Linked DNA regions of Mus musculus: region 1 is linked to region 2. A link is a contact called in public HiChIP or PLAC-seq data. All regions are on one chromosome and are shown on one strand. Each heading gives the region's core, a stretch centred on a gene start, on an enhancer-like site or on the middle of the called end of the contact. The rest is flanking DNA. Distances are from core to core; before and after follow the strand shown. Region 1 overlaps Lin54 (lin-54 homolog (C. elegans)). Region 2 holds the start of 5430416N02Rik (RIKEN cDNA 5430416N02 gene).

Region 1 (4,928 bases), core at 2,306-4,805, 38 kb after region 2:
TCAGTCCAGAGAGCACATCAGAGAGTAGGTAACCACTCACACTCTAGCCCTGTTTTCTCCTCTCCATTACCTCTAAGCCATTCCTCACTCCAGTCACAGAGGTTGTAGGAGGTTCATCATCGCAGTCCTCTCTGTGGCTGATGTCACTCCAAAGCACATCTATATAGACCTGTCCCTCGGGCCCACCTTCTCCAGAGTTGGGGGGGGGGGGGCCTGACGCCATTGGAGTTGGTGCCCTTGCACTGCTATCTATGTGGGTCCCAGGAAGCAAGCACAGGGCCTCAGGCCTGGCCACAAGCGCCTTTACCTGCTGAGTCATCTCAATGCCTCCTGTATCCTTTCTCAATTTTGTAATTTTACATGCATGTAAGTATTTTTAAAATAATTTTCCCCTACTGTCTTAGGGTTTTACTGCTGTGAACAGACACCATGACCATGGCAACTCTTATAAGGACAACATTTAATTGGAGCTGGCTTACAGGTTCAGAGGTTCAGTCTATTATCATCAAGGCAAGAGCATGGCAGCATCCAGGCAGGCATGGTACAGGAGGAGCTGAGAGTTCTACATCTTCATCTGAAGGCTGCTAGCAGAGTACTAACTTCCAGGACAGCTAGGATTAGGGTATTAAAGCCCATACCCACAGTGACACACCTACTCCAAAACAAGGCCACACTTCCAAATAGTGCCACTCCCTGGGCTAAGCATATTCAAACCATCACTAGTATCCTCCATAGAGCTCTAGGTTCCATATGTCCATGTTTCCCCCAAAGAGTACTGCCCCACATACGACAGGCATTCACCTTATACTTCTCAGCCATGAGAATTCTGTCCCACATAAGACAGACATTCAACGTATACTTGTAAGTGGCACATGAAGAAACACCAGGCAGGACCTACCTACCTCTCTCTTCTTTTTGACTTTCCACCATACCTTCTTTTCTTGTATTGGGAAAGAAAGCACTGTAGTATGCTCTTCAAGAAAGCCTTGGCTCATTCCCCTGAACTCACAGCAGCTCACAAACACCCTAACTCCAATCCCAGGGGATCTGTCTTTGTTAGGGTTTCTACTGCTGTGACAAACACTATAATCAAAAGCAACTTGGGGAAGATGGGGTTCATCTCCTCTTATTCTTCTCTACCATGGTCCACCAACAAAGGAAGTGGAGGCCGGACTCAAGCAGAGAACCTGGAGGCCGGAGCTGAAGCAGGGAGGACGGAGGAACTGCTTACTTACTGGCTGGCTCCCTCATGGCTGCTTAGCCTGATTTCTTCTTTTAATTTTTATTTTTTCCCCTTTTATTGAAAGTAGTGGGGTTTTTTTTTCTCACATAATATATATATATCCTGATTACAGTCTCCCTTCCTTCTACCCATCCCAGTTCCTGGACATCCCCTTCCCATCTAGACCTTTCTGTCTCCCATTATGGAGAAAAACAAAACAAAACAGGCTTCTAAGGGATAAAAATAAAATACAACATAGTAAAATATACTTAAGATAAAACAAAAACTGTCATACTGGTATTGGACAAGACAAGAGAAGGCACAAGAACCAGAGACCCATTCCTTCTCACACTCCGGAATCCCATAAAAACATTAAACGTCTGGGCATGGTGGCACAGGCCTTGAATCCCAGCACTTGGGAGACAGAGGCAGGTTGATCTACAGAGTGAGATCTGGGACAGCCAAGGACTACACAGAGGAATACTGTCGGGAGGGGGGAGGGGGTGGAGCTGGACAAGACTCTAAACTGGAGGCCAGGCGGTGGTGGCACACACCTTTAATCCTAGCACTCAGGAGGCAGAGGCAGGCAGATTTCTGAGTTTCAGGCCAGCCTGGTCTACAAAGTGAGTTCCAGGACAGCCAGGGCTACACAGAGAAACCCTGTCTCAAAAAACCAAAGAAACAAAGAGAGGGGGGGGGGGAAGGGGAAGGGAAAGGGAAAGAGACACTAAACTGGAAGCTATAATAAATATTCAGAGGTCCTGGTGCAGACCCATGCAGGCCCTGTGCACACTGCCTCAGATTCTGTGAGTTCGTGTGGGCTTTTATCATGTTGAATTAGGGAGTCTTAATTCCTGGTGTCCTCCATCCCCTCTGCCTCTTACATTCCTGGCTCTTATAATCTTTCCCCCTCCTTTTCTGCAGGGTTCCCTGAGCCCTGAGGGGAGGAGATTTAATGGAGACATCCCATTTAGAACTAAGTACTCCAAACACAGTCACTCTGCATACTATCTGTCTGTGAGTTTCCATATTTGTTACTATCCGTTGCAAGAGGAATCTTCTCTGATGATGTCAGCCTTCTTTCTTAAATCCACTCAGGAGTGGCACCGCCCCAAGAAAGCTAGGTCCTCCCATGTCAATCACTAATCAAGAAAATGCCTTACAGGCAGGCATGGTAACCTACAGGAAGATTCCTGAAAGCCTGGTCTACAGAGTGAGTTCCAAGACAGACAGAGCTATATAAAAAACACCTTGTCTCAAAAAGAAAAAAAGAAAAGAGAAAAATTCTTACAGACTTGCCTACATGCCAATTTTATGGAGGCGCTTCTTACTTTAGAGTCCCTCTTCCCATATCTGTCTGAGTTTATGTCAGGGACAAACACCAAGCAGCACAGGATGCAACCCCCTCTTCTGACCCCTGAGGGCACTGGGCACTCACAAACATAAATGCAGGCAAAGTATCAGAAACAAAACTAAATAAAGAAAATGAGTTCATAAATAACATTTTAATTTACAGCACGGCAATTGTTAGGACGCATAAACAAGCCAACTGCAATACACTAGTGGCAAACCAGCCACCAACACTAAGAACCCACTTACTTACGATAGGGCTCTCCCTCTTCCCCCTGTACTCTTGCGTCATGTCACGTATGCCACAGCACAGCACATGACTTCAGTACTTAGCATTTTGCTTGCATTCAGTTGTGTCAACCACCAACTGCAAACTCGTCATTTGTTCCCATAGTGTCGGGAGAGCACACACAAAACCACAGACCGGAGAGCCACTGACAACTAAAGCATAATAGTTTCCTATGACAGGAGTCCTTTATCAGTGTGTAAGCTCCCAGCCCTCTGCTTAACCAACGACAATTAACACGTGAATGTAGCACTTTCATGTAAAATATCTGTGTTTTCTTCTACTTCCTAAGCATAAAGCCAGCTATATCTTCAGTTCCCTTGGAGTAAAATGCAGTCATGTACCTGTATGACCTCACCAAGTCCTGTGAAGAAGCCTTTCTATACTACACGCCTTCCCTGTGCCTTTTTCTCTCTCAGCCCACTGGAAGTCTGGAAGCCAATTATAGATTATAGCCTAAAGCCATTTTCTAGTCTACTAGTAGCATTTAAAAATAAATGGTGGGGCTGGAGAGATGGCTCAGTGTTGAGAACACAAACTGCTCTTGCAGAGGTCTTGAGTTCAATTCCCAGCAACCAGATGGTGGCTCACAACCATCTTTAATGGGACCTGATGCTCTCTTCTGGTGTGTCTAAAGACAGCTACAGTGTACTCACATATGTAAATATAAATGGCTACGTCATTTTTTAAAGTGCATTCAATTAAACCTAAGAGCCAACTTCCTCCCTCCCTTCTCTGACAAAGGTCTCCCTACTGGCCCAGACAGGTTCTGAATGCCAGTTCCTCCTGCCTCAGAGCAATTGTAATGTTGATAATTAACCGATTATCCATTGTAGTCTTTGAAACACAAACTATGTATAGCAGCCAAAAATATGTCTATTGTCTTTTCCTCTGTAAACCTGCATTTAAATTCTATAGCCATAGCCGGGCGTGGTGGCGCACACCTTTAATCCCACCACTCCGGAGGCAGGGGCAGGCGGATTTCTGAGTTCGAGGTCAGCCTGGTCTACAGAGTGAGTTCCAGGACAGCCAGGGCTACAGAAAAACCCTGTCTCGAAAACCCAAAAAAAAAAAAAAAAAAAAAAAAAAAATTCTATACCCTTTAAAAATATTTATTGTGCCATTGCACTTAATCCTAGAACTCAGGAGGCAAAAGCTGGGGATCTCCATGAATTCAAGGCCAACATGGTCTACAAAGTAAGTTCCAAGAAAGAGATATCAAATGAGACTGTCTCAAGTACACACACACACACACACACACACACACACACATGGGGGGGGGGCGGGTAAGGGATGTCGCATATGGGGAGAGGGAGGGAGAGAAAGGGGAAGAGAGAGGGTCAGAGAGAGGAGGAGAGATGGAGGGAGGGAGGAAGGGAGAGAGAGAGAGAAATGTTAAGTATATTTCTAGCCATGGAATTCTTCTATAACACCTCCATATCTTTTTTGTTTTGCAGACCAGTCTTACACTGTAGCCCTGGCTAACCTGGTCTTAATTTTGTGGCAATCCCTCTGTCTCAGTCTCCAGGTACGAGGATGCATTGTTTTTCATTCAGTTATTTACTTGTGTGATATAAACATACATGCACATACATGCACACACCATCACATGCATATGGAGATCAGAGGACAACCTGGGGAAGAAGCCAGTTCTCTTTCTCCCAGGTGGGTCCTGAGGATCAAACCAAAGACTTTTCCCTGCTTGGCCATTGTCCTGGCCCCAGTGATAAAGATTTATTCATTTTGAGGCAAGGTTTCACTACGGAGCTGCTCTAGCGGGCCTTAAACTCACGATGTAGACCAGGCTGGCCTCACACTCACAGAGCTCTGCCTGCCTCTGTCTCCAGAGTACACGATTAAAGACATGCACCACCATGCCAGGAACAGTTTTTAACAGTATAGTTACAAACTTTTCCTTTTTATGACTTTCCATATGCTTAAGCTGACATCATTTCAAAACAGTTTGTTATAATCAAAACAAGTTTTACTGTAGGCCTAATGGTAACCACAAAACAATACTCTTCAATAGAGACCAAATAAGGAATCAAAACACATTACTAGAATAAAATA
Region 2 (5,244 bases), core at 342-2,841:
AGGATGACCTCTTACCATTATTCTGTAGGAGAAAAGCCAGCCACAAAAATCCTATGTACTAAAGAAAAAACTCCGATGCACTAGTCTATTATCCCATCTATGTGAATCATACAGAACAGGCAATCTACAGGTACAGGTGCTCCTAGGGACTGGGGGACAAAGGGACAGCTAATGTGAATGGAGTTTCTTTGGAGAAGAGATAGGGTGCAGCTGGTAAAGCCTAGTGTTCCCAGAGCCCTAAGGTTCAACCTTCAGCACATTAACTGGGCTTGGCAGGAACACACACCACTGGGGAGGTGGAGGCAAGATGATCAATAGAACAGTCATGCCAAGCTACACAGCAAGTCTAATCTAGCCCGGGTTACATGAGACCTGTCTAAAAAAACAAAATGAATGTTTTTACAGGGTGGGGTTAGACCTCTACTCTAAAACTGGCCTGAACCTTTACTCCCAGCTTCATGGGAGACCCATTCAGAAAGATCACCCCCAGGTTGAAAACGGACTCTAGGAGACAAGCCCAGCTCAGTAAGATAAAATTGTATCTGTTCTAAAGGCAAGCGTAGGTTGGTGATGCAGTGACTGAAATCATGCACAAATCCTGGGCTTGAGTCCCAGCACTGCAAGATAAAAACCCCGATGTGCTGAGAGCTGATTACATGAGACCAGACTGAACTTCACTTAACTCACTGCCAATTGTGAAAAACCTCACCTAAGGATAAACACACAGCCTTGTATTCTTGACAGTCAAGCAAACACTTGTACCATAGCACCCGATTCCCCAGAAGTTCATGGGCTGCGTTTTATTTAAAAAAATAAAAATAAAAGGAAAAACCCAGCAAAATGTTGATTTCATCCAAATAAGATAAAAGCATATATAATGGAAAAACATGAATAAATTAATTCCTTGATGACTTCAATTCTCAGTAAAATAGGAGGTAAAAAAAACTTGTTGGAATTGAATTTTGTATCATTTGAAGGATACAAAGAAGTCAAAGGTTTTAATCACTGGGCTCCAATAAAATCGCCTAGTCCTGAAAGCTATCCACCCTCGATGCCCTATTCCCAAACTCAAACAAAGTTCTGTGGGCCCTAAGTTTCCGTACCCGTGCAGTTCCCATCGCACTGGAGACAGCAAGGGCCCGAGAGACCTCACCTTCTTTCATTAGCCACCTCCCATCTTCAGAAAAAGCGTTCTCTCATGAGGACAGCGGAGCAGTCCCACTCAAGCTGCTGTGCATCACATCCACAGCGCCAGGTCACATCGAGAGCTCCTGTGCCCCCTCGCCATCCGTGACCTACAAAAGAGACGAGATGAGGCCTGAGATCGCTCTTTTGTCCCGCCTGCTACACAACATTCGGCGGACATCACGACCTGTTCCTACCCATTTGGCGCCATTCTCCAATCAGTCCTTCCCGGCGCGCGCCACCATCGCCAGGGTCAGGCAGGCGTCAGCTCGGTTTCCACCTCTCTACTCCCCATGGCCATGCTCGCCCAAAGCGCGATGGCGCCGGATTGCGCGGGAGCTGGCGTAGACATGATGCCAGAGCGTTAACAAAAGGAGGACCGAATGGAAGCGAGAACGTGCCCACGGAGGCCCTTAAAGGCGCCAGGCCTCTCCGATTGGCTGCTTCGACATAGCATGGTATGTGATTGGCTACATGTCCAAAGCCCGCCCTTCCGGTCAAGCCGCCCAGTCCTCATGCGGAACAGAGTTTACCGCGACTCGAGCTCTCGCGGGAGCCCAGAAAAGGGACTTCGACAGAGTAGGATAGCCGGAAGTTGCTGTCCAGGGGACCGCAGCCTTGGGGACTGCTAGTGGAGTGTCTCGACCTGTCCTCCGGCTGTGTGGGCGATCGCAGCCGCCGAGCCCAGGCACTGCTATGGGACTGCAAAGGTGGGGCGGCGGCACATCGGCTAGCGTCGCCAGACATGTGCAACCGGACCTGGCTGGTGCTCCGCATTTGCCTTCCGGCTTGAGGGACGTTACTCAGAATGCTTTCTTTTTGCCGTTTATTGGGCGTCTGACTTGGTGAGCACCAGTCATCTCAGCCTTTCTGAGGTGTTGGTGAGAGTCAGTCATACCATGCTGAAGGCATACTGAGGAGAAAAGTAGGCGAAATCAATCCCTACTTAAACACTAGCTCCCAAGGAGAACCTTTTTGGTTGGTTTGTGGGGTGCTCTCTTCCTTTTATATCAGCCTGACCCGAGAAAACACGTGTAGTTCAAGCTGGCCTCACACTTGGGATCTTGGTGCATCAGCCTTCGCAGACCCAGCCCTGCACTACGCGTGAGACGTGGTCGCATTTTCTTACAATGTCAAGGGTTTGTTGAATAACAATAAATTCACACGTGATTCGAGTACCATCCTAAGTGCCAAACGTTAGCTTTTCCTTCTTGAATCAGTTTTCATTCGCCACCCCCAACCCCCTGAAAATCCCAAGCTTCTCCGTACTAGTCGGGAGATGTGTGTTAGACCAGAGCTGTGTGCTGCTTTGGATGAATATCGTTCTTGGCTCTTCCTAAAGATAGCACAAGATAATTTGGCTCTGGACCTGCAACTTCTAGACCTTTGTTTGGCTCTCCATCTGAACTCACCTGAGCTCTTCATTTCTTGTGATTGTCAATGAAATAATTCAGATGAGGCACACAAGAGAGCACTGTTGAAGATAAATGGGCTTTAGTACTGGAAAGTGAAGGAACCCAAAGGAGAGAGAAACAATGGCCAAAAAGACTGTTGGCATAAAAGCCTGCTCACAAGGAGCAAGAATGGGGCTGGAGAGATGGCTCAGCGGTTAAGAGCACCAACTGTTCTTCCAGAGCTCCTGAGTTTAATTCCCAGCAACCACATGGTGGCTCACAACCATCTATAATGGGATCTGATGTCCTCTTGTGTGTATGAAGAGAGCAGTGGTGTACTCATACACATAAATTAAAAACAAGGGGCAAAAATAGACACAGGCCAAGGAGATTCATGGTGCCAGCCTATATCCTTAGAAAGGGTTTAAAACTCAAATGTCTCTAGAACAAACAGTTGGTTTGGTTTTGATGGGTTGTTGTGTGTGTGTGTGTGTTTTGTGGGTTTTTTGTTTCTCCTCAGGTGACTGACAGGCCCACTTGGAGTAGCTTTGGGAAGGGGGAGGTGCATTGTGTTGACACCAGGCATAGTTGTGCACACCTTTAATCCCAGCACTCAGGAGAAAAAGGCAGGGGGGCCTCTGTTGTGTTCAAAGCCAGCCTGATCTACACACTTCCAGGATCCTGTGTGCTGGCTTGTTTTATGGCACCTTGACACGAGATAGCCATCAGAAGAAGGGATGATGCAACTCAGAAAATGCCTGCAGAAGATCTGGCTGGGGGGGGGGGGGCATGTAAGGCGTTTTCTTAATTAGTGACTGACTGGAGAGGGCCCAGTCTATTGTGGGTGGGGATCTCTCTGGGCTGGTGATGCTGGGTTCTATAAAAAACAAAACAGACTGAACAAGCCATGGAAAGCAAGCCCGTAAGCAGCACCCTTCCATGGCCTCTGCATCAGCACCTTCTTTGAGTTCCTGTCCTAACTTCCTTCAGTGATAGACTTTACTGTGAATGTGTGAGCCAAATAAATGCTTTCCTCCTCAACGTGCTTTTGGCTATGGTGTTTCATCACAGTAATGATAACCTTAACACACTGTCTCAAAAAAAATAAAATAAAAGACAGGACAGTGGTTATCTGTGTGCTTTACCACAAAACCTCCAGTAGGTACAGGTCTTATGATAGTTTGAGCAGTTTGGAACTGCCTCTCCTCGAAGGGCACCAAAAGCCCATTCCTTAGACCGTTCATTAGAGCCCTGCAATTTCAGTCAATGGTTTTGCATTTTGCTAATGGAGAGGAAGGGGTCCATTCTCAGACACCTCCAAGCCTATGAATTTTCCAACTAGCTACCAAACATGTACTTAGATTTTATAGGTGAAGACATAAATGTTATAGAGCTCAGATGACAGCTAAGAAGTAAAGAAGCAACATGGGAAATGGCTCAGCGGCTCTCTAAAGGATCCCCAGAACTTACCCAGAAAGCTTGGCAGATGGCAGCCACCTGTAACCCCAGCACAGAGAGGACGACAGGAGATTCCCCAGGACAAGTTGGCTAACTAGATTGGCAAACTCTGAGTTCACTAAAAGACTGCAGAAAGTGTACAATAGTCAAGGGGTCTCTACACAGGAGCAGTCACACATGCATGGGCCCTCACCCACACATGTACACATTCCTGACCATCTCAGTCTGCTTGATGAAAAAACTGCCTCTCAGATGTTATCCTCTGACTTAGCACATATGAACCATAGAACACATGGGCGCGCGCGCGCGCACACACACACACACACACACACACACACACACACACACTAAATAGATGTCATTTTGAAAAATATATCCCATAAGCTTTGGCATCTTTACCTCTTAAAGACTGAAATGAGTATCCTGTGATGGAGAAATGTGTGCCATCAGTCACGTCATCGAGCTGCTAAAGACCTAGATACCAGTTTCTTGAATGTCAGAGCTAAAACTAGTTTATCATCCCTTAAGCCATCATTCAGAGAAGGGCACAGTAGCACACCACGAAAGTCCAGCACTCAGAAGGTGGAGGCAGGAGCTCAAAGTCATCTCTAACTACACAGTAAGGTTGAGACCAGTGTAGACTTCATGAAACTTTGTCTCTGAAAAAAACAAATCATTCAGAATTTAAAACTTTTGCCAAGAAATACTAGTTATCCTTCTTGGAATACAGTTCAAGTTTGGTAATGTCAATTTGCTAAAGTGACTATCAATGTGTTCGCTGTAGACCTTCAGTATGTTAGCATTTTTATGAGTGTTCACTCAACTAATACTTTTTAAAGTTCACTTTTCTTTGTACATGAGACTATTAGTTATGGGCTGAAGGGATGGCTCGGCAGTTTAAGAGCACTGACTACTTTCCCAGAGGTCCTGAGTTCAAATTCCAGCAACCACAAGGTGGCTTACAACCATGTGTAATGGGGTCTGGTACCCTCTTCTGGTGTGTCTGAAGAGAGCAATGGTGGTATACTCATATGCATAAAATAAACAAATCTTAAAAAAGAATATTAATTATACACTAGGATGAAGTTTATGACAAATTAACAAAAACATTTGAGGACCCCAAAATGTACGGTTGATTGGAACAGATACCTAAGGGGTTCTTATTTGCAGTGTTTTCTCTTCAATAATATGAAATCTAATTCTCTTC

Evidence for each region. HiChIP or PLAC-seq counts read pairs in DNA pulled down with a chosen protein or histone mark.
Region 1: a contact with region 2 is called in an H3K27ac HiChIP or PLAC-seq map of embryonic stem cells, with 8 read pairs. The contact joins the enhancer-like site here to the promoter of 5430416N02Rik in region 2. A contact is called at or near these places in 3 of 39 promoter capture datasets (the C10 cell line and the HPC-7 cell line), 12 of 484 Hi-C or Micro-C datasets (B cells, the C10 cell line, CD8 T cells and 7 more), 7 of 115 datasets of contacts at active chromatin or transcription factors (the HPC-7 cell line, the SCID.adh cell line, bone marrow-derived macrophages and 1 more) and 2 of 9 other capture datasets (adipose tissue and liver).

Annotation. Positions count from the first base shown.
Region 1 is chr5:100,463,891-100,468,818 of GRCm38.p6, forward strand. All of the region lies in intron 4 of Lin54 (lin-54 homolog (C. elegans)), which reads right to left. Among named protein-coding and RNA genes, the nearest start is that of Lin54, 34 kb to the right of the region's middle. Within about 2 kb of position 3,556, at least 64 of the 459 cell types and tissues checked have an H3K27ac peak or open chromatin away from gene starts, as enhancers often do. A contact at or near this core is called in CD8 T cells, the HPC-7 cell line, bone marrow-derived macrophages and 3 more, where this site is marked.
Region 2 is chr5:100,427,944-100,433,187 of GRCm38.p6, forward strand. 5430416N02Rik (RIKEN cDNA 5430416N02 gene) reads right to left here and starts at 1,592. Exons shown (of 5, transcript NR_034038.1): 1 at 1,383-1,592; 2 at 1,154-1,295.